2 separate regions of the Mus musculus genome follow, and region 2 is linked to region 1. The links are chromatin contacts, called in public HiChIP or PLAC-seq maps. All regions are on one chromosome and are shown on one strand. Each heading gives the region's core, a stretch centred on a gene start, on an enhancer-like site or on the middle of the called end of the contact. The rest is flanking DNA. Distances are from core to core; before and after follow the strand shown. Region 1 overlaps Emp1 (epithelial membrane protein 1). Region 2 overlaps Gm44140 (a long non-coding RNA gene).

What was found. HiChIP or PLAC-seq counts read pairs in DNA pulled down with a chosen protein or histone mark.
Region 2: a contact with region 1 is called in a FOXA1 HiChIP or PLAC-seq map of pancreatic cancer cells. The contact joins two enhancer-like sites. A contact is called at or near these places in 3 of 39 promoter capture datasets (embryonic stem cells, hippocampal neurons and liver) and 1 of 115 datasets of contacts at active chromatin or transcription factors (pancreatic cancer cells).

The regions. Positions count from the first base shown.
Region 1 is chr6:135,374,809-135,377,800 of GRCm38.p6, reverse strand. Emp1 (epithelial membrane protein 1) reads right to left here. Exons shown (of 5, transcript NM_010128.4): 2 at 513-623. The coding sequence starts at 590. Among named protein-coding and RNA genes, the nearest start is that of Emp1, 13 kb to the right of the region's middle. Within about 2 kb of position 1,645, at least 59 of the 459 cell types and tissues checked have an H3K27ac peak or open chromatin away from gene starts, as enhancers often do. A contact at or near this core is called in pancreatic cancer cells, where this site is marked.
Region 2 is chr6:136,498,030-136,501,130 of GRCm38.p6, reverse strand. All of the region lies in intron 3 of Gm44140 (a long non-coding RNA gene), which reads left to right. Among named protein-coding and RNA genes, the nearest start is that of Gm44140, 19 kb to the left of the region's middle. Within about 2 kb of position 1,655, at least 126 of the 459 cell types and tissues checked have an H3K27ac peak or open chromatin away from gene starts, as enhancers often do. A contact at or near this core is called in pancreatic cancer cells, where this site is marked.

The DNA.
Region 1 (2,992 bases), core at 396-2,895:
TGTCAACCTCATAACCAAAGCAGTGTCCTTATTCTCTGATGTCTATCTATCTATCAGGAATCTGCGATCTAGCGCATGAGCAGATATTGTTAACCTGAGCACAGGGAGAGTCTGTCCCACGAGGGCGTCTTTGCCCTTCTGCCTGAACTGCACTTCTATTTTCTTCTACTTCCTCCTCTAGAGGAGACACGCCCATCCTCCAAACGCACCTCAGTGTCCACCTCCCGTGGAGAGGATTCTTCTCAAAGCTGAACCTCCCAACACCCCTAGAGGAATCACTTGTGGACTCTCGCCTTTTACACTTTGGTTATTTCTTCCCGATCTATGAGTATGTGTTTGTTTGTTTGTTTGTTTGTTTGTTTGTTTGTTTTCCCCTCACAGCTATTCAAGAAGTTCTCTGCTCTGTGATTTAACACTCCCAGCTCCCGTTTTTGTTTGTTTGTTTTTTAACCTTTTACCAAACTATTCCTAAGATCCTTCCTGGGATGAGGAAACAGGGGGCTGGGACTCACGTTGGCAATGGTGGAGACAAACAGCATAATGGCAGTGGCAATGTGGACCACAAAGAGACCAGCCAGTAGCACCAACATCTTGGCTTTTTGGTGACTTCTGAGTAGAGAATTCTGAAAACAAAAGACGGGGGAGACAGAAAGGTTATTGTCACAGTCAGTAAGACGCATCCCACCTTCTCATTTCAGGATCTCTGTTGACACAAGAAAGTGTGACAATTTTTAAAATTTAAAATTACATCAAAATGTTCTAAAACCTGATTGATACACATACCCAAATGCTTACTCATCTGTGTATAGACAAGTACTTCTGTTTTGCTCCCACATGTTTATAGATTCATCTCTTTAATATAATGAATATTCTACAGATATAATGAGTATAATTACAGAATATAATATTCATTATATTAAGAAGCGCATGGTATGCTTTATAGCAGCTGCTAATGTTTTGTTTGTGATTGACAGGCCAAAAATGTCAGGCTTTGAGTTTTTGGAAGATTTTTGTCACCTCCAGAACTCTGCAGCAGCATGCATGCCCGGTTTCCATTTGCATGAGGAAAGCATCAGTGCTCCAGCAAAATGCTCACCCAGCAAACTGAATAGAAACAATGAGTTCTGCAGCACACGCCACTATTACTCAACGGCCATAGAGCAAATTGGCTACTAATTTGATCCCGGATGAGACGTAAAATAAGAGAGACACAACTTCTGTTATTACAGTGCTCTTTGGCACCCAATAGTGTGACAACCTAATTACTGGGTAATGGCCCGGCCACTTACTGATTTAGCATTCCAGACTAATATTTGCAACACCTGAGCCTTTGGCCCTGCGTGCCTCTTGGTGGGGATGCTGTTATGGGTCTAGGGCGATGTTAGATTTCCTGCGGTTCAACATGACAGCTCTGGGGCTCCAGAAGTGTAAAGCTTGAGATAACACCAGATGTGCTTTTTGCTGGTGTGTGGTGTTTATGCAACTTCAGTCATTCAAGACCCATCCCCAAAGACAAACAGATGTATGAATCACCCTTCGGAAGAGTTGAACTAATATAAATTAACAATGTGCATGGATAAACAAAAGTTCTCAGCCACAATCTCAACAGAGACCACTGATCATAAAATCTAGAAGCTAAAGGAAGCGTAAGAGGGCACACATGGGGCAGCCGTGCATACCCTCTGTGTCACACCTATGACAGATGCAGAGTCAGCTCAGAGAGACATCAAAGGGAAAGGACTTGGAGGTGGGGGAGGTATTCACCCTCTAGGCAGGGAGTGTGTGAGGATGCACCAACCATAGAGGAGATGCTGTGTGCATCCTGCAATTGCTTGTTCCCCACCCCCCTCCACCTGATTTAATTGATGCTTTGTCTGTGCCTAAGCCACTTTCAAGCTACACTAGGTATTTATTAGAACACCGATACTATCATTATTCTGACATTCTGCGTGTCTTTTATCTCCTCTCGCTTTCTCATTAGCTACTCAAAACCAAACGTGATCTACTGCACGCCTGGGTTCTTGGCTCTTTGTACACACTGGTTTCTACTCTCCAAAAAAAATCCTCTTCCCCACTGGCTGCTTCCCTCCAACGGTGAGGGAGGCAGGCAGAGAATGTTCTCAATTTAACTGTGAATGGCAAAACCCGATGCCATTTTCCTGCTGCCTCTGGGGAGAGCCTGTGAATCCTCTCTCCCAACTTTCAAGTTCACTGCTGCTTTTCTGTGGTTCTCGCCTACCTCCGTAACTTCCCCCTTGGCTTTCATGTGTGGAGAAAAGGATTTGTTTTACTGTTTTGTTTTTTGAGTTAGAAGTTGACTTAGAATTATTCCAAGGGCTTTGATCTCTGCCTCCGTTTCCTCATATGTGAAGAGGGGTAATGATACCGACTATACCCAGAGGTGTGAGGCTGCAACTGGATTACGTAAGTAAAAATGCCTTCTGAAGCATGGTACAGTAAGTACCGTGTGTGTCACATGGTACTAATAACAGGGTTGCCGTGATTGTTGTTGTTGTTACTGTCTTTCTTCTATGAAGCAGAATGACTGTTACCAACCCGGTCCAGTTACTCAGTCACATGCCACCCCACATCAAAGTCAAGAAATAAGACATTTGCAGGGTAGTTCACCGGACAGCATATGGCTAAAATCACTTTGGTCCTCAGAAATTGACATTTTTGTCTAGTCCTCACCCCTCCAGTAGGGAGGGTATTAAGAACAGATCCTCTAGAGACAGTTGGCTTTTCTCAGCCCAGGCTTGCCCATCTAGAATAAAGCTGGCTCAGGAAAGAAAAGGACAAGAATCACATAATGGGAACTTTCCCCCCACCCTCCTCGACCCTGTAATGACTCTCGGGTTCATTTTGTTTATAATTGACAAATTTTCTCCTAATCGTGAAAAGTAGCTGAGGAGCCAAGAATGGACCATAATTCACCAAGTGAGGCCTCTTTAAATGAGTTGCCTGACAGGCAGGCAAATCCAGAAGTCTTTCT
Region 2 (3,101 bases), core at 406-2,905, 1.1 Mb before region 1:
TCCAGCACAAAGTCTCCCTTTAATCAGTCCCTCAAGGCGAGTGATGAGAAGGCGGCCCCAAATAGCTATTACAAGCAGTTTTTATACATTTTAGGGGCACAGGTTACATCACCAAAGTTACAGTTCAAACATTGGCTAAGCATATTGACCTTTAAGTCTATTGGCCAGCAAGCATGGGCAGATCATGACACGCATTTGAGCTCTATCTGGGACTTTCCAGAGGGTCAGGTGATTATTAATCAGTACATTCTGCCATTTTTCTGAGATTTTTTTTTACTCAAGAATGTTCCTGTGGGTGGAGAATGGAACTTGGCCTAGCCTTGACAGCAGATGGGGGTGGGGGGGAGCTGTAAGGAGGGGATGGGACTGGAAAAGCCCATAGGGTTCCTTAGCTTATCAGAACTGAGGCAATTATGAGAACTTTGAATTCCTTCTCATGTTGGTCATGTTGCCCGTGGCAGAAGGGATGTGAGAAGCAAGACCCTCGAGAATACATATGAGAGACTAACTGGTGAGAGTAAAGCAGTTTCCTATTCACCATTCTGCAGAAAGGCACACCAACATAGAGAAAAGACAAAAATAGCTACCCTGTGGTTTTCAAGTCCCTGATCATAAGACATTCCTGCTTTCCCTATTGGCTGGAACTCTAGTGAGTTACAATCTTCATTTCTTCTCCCCAAGTTCCCACCCTACTGCTTCTATAAGCAAAGCCTTAACTAATTACTCTCCTAGAGCGGATTGTATAAGCCAGATTGGCCTTAAACCTGCCTCAGTTCCCTGGCCTGGCCTCCAGAGCACTGGGATTGCAGGCATGCACTATGTATGGACAGGGGTTTTGTTCATGCGTGGTGTTGTCTTTGAGACAAGGTATCATGCAGCCTCAAGCTTACTAACAGAGGCTACCTTTGAGCCCCTGCCATTCTTGCTTCTACTGTCTCAAGCTGACGTTGTAAGTATAGACGACCACAGGAAGAACTGAACCTCTCCTAAAGCGCGGTGCTTCGCCTGTATTTACCAGTCAGTTCTCAAGCACTGTAAAGAAAACACCTGGATATGTCAGCTATAAAGAAAATTTCTAAAGCCAGACATGGAGGCCCATGCCTGTAGTCCCAGCACTCAGCAGACCAGCATGGGCTAGTGAGTTCCAGGCTGGACTGGACGACTGAGATAGCTCAGGAGACAAACAAGAGTAGGAGTTTGTGCAAAATGCTAGGGAGGAAAACAATGGGTCAGCCTCAGAAAGCGAGTGCTCACCGGAGAGAATAAAGGAGAGCTGTTGGCATTGGGGACAATGGGGACAAAGGCCCAGTAGGCAGAGAGCTTCCTATTATTTGATCCCCAGCACCCCCATAAACTGGGTGTGGTGGTGCATCCCTGTGATCCGGCGAGTGGGAGGCAGCCTCTGGAGGGTCAGAAGTGTAAGGTCACCCTCAGGAGCAGAACAGTCGAATGCCTTCTCTCAAAACAAACAAACCCGCAGTGTCCAAGGCTGTCGACATTAAATGCTAGATTAAGCAGCTAATCTCGAGGCCTTGAAGAATGAGAGTGGAATTTTCCTGAAAGCTGGCTGTGGGAGGCAGGAAGGCATGTCCTGTCCTGCCCAGAGATCAGATGAGCTACTTTGAGTGGGAAGGCAGGCCAATGCGGTCCTTGGTTCCCACACCCTCAGCTGAGTGAATGTTGACTCATGCTTGAGAACATGAACATGAGTCACAAGCTACACACCATCAATTAAGAGGGTTACAGCAAACTGTGTGGTAATTCACACTTGTAAGACTGGCCTCTGGAAGGCTGAGGCAGGAGAAAGACTGTGAGTTTTGTGAGTCCATTCTGAGCTACAACATGAGACAAGAACTCGAGCTAACTGAGGACCGTGTTTGGGCTCTCACTTCTACACACCTCCTTGTGGTTTTTCACTTCGGGGCTGAAAACCATCTCTGAAGAAAACCAGGAACACATTGCTTCCAAATTTGCTTCTCTTGAGCCAAGTGTGGTGTCGTGCCCCTTAAATCCCAGCACTTGGGAGGCAGATGCCGGAAGAAGATCTATGAGTTTCAGGTGAGACTGGTCTACACAGCTATTCCAGGACTACAGAGAATAGCTGTTCTCAACCTGCAGGTCAAGACTCCTTTTGGGATCAAACAACCTTTTCACAGAGGTCAAATATTGGATATCCTGCATATGCAATGCCTAAATTATATTTCATACCAGTAGCAAAATTACATTTATGAAGTAGCAACAAAAATAATTTTATGTTTGAGGGTCACCACTGTTAACTTTCAAACCCAGAATAAACAACTGAGGTCCTCATTTAATATATCAAAGAGGTCCTGGCAATCAGGTTCTTCCAGCATCCCCTAGTCTGGCATACTCCACCCCCATCCTGAACTCTCCAGCCTAGGGCATGGGCTTCCTTTTCCACACAGGCTATTCTGCATATAATCCAGACATTTTGGCTACCTGCCCTCTTTTGTGTAACTTTGGCCTCCTGGCTCCCCTCTCTGCTCCCCCTCCCACTCCCCATCTCCCACATGCCTTTGCCTCTGCTCTCCCACACACCTGTAATAAATGTTGTTCTCCACCATACCTAGGATGACGCATGTCCTTTCCTTTCATTTTTATTTCTTCTTTTCATTCAACCAGAACATGAGAAACTGTATTGTAGGGTCACAGCATTAGGAAGGTTAAGAACTAGTGACATAAAGAAATCTAGTCTCAAGGGCTGGAGAGATGGCTCAGCAGTTAAAAGCACTGACTGCTCCTCCAGAGGTCCTGAGTTCAATTCCCAGCAACCACATGGTGGTTCACAACCATCTGTAATGGGGTCTGATACCCTCTTGTGTCGTGTCTGAGGATGATTAACTGTTACATTGTGATTGAAATGCCTACTGGGCTTTGCTGATACAGCGTTGCCCTGGGTTCTCAAGCCAGAGAAGGAGTGGTCAAGTGTTGCCCATGCCCTGGACATCTCTCAGAGAGCCCTGCAGGACGGGGGCCTGCTCCCTACCCAAATCAGGCTTGGGCCTTCTCATCTCCATAAAGACAAAGGCCTTGTCACCTTAAGGCCAGTTAAACTTCGGTTCCCCTGCCAAAGAACTAGC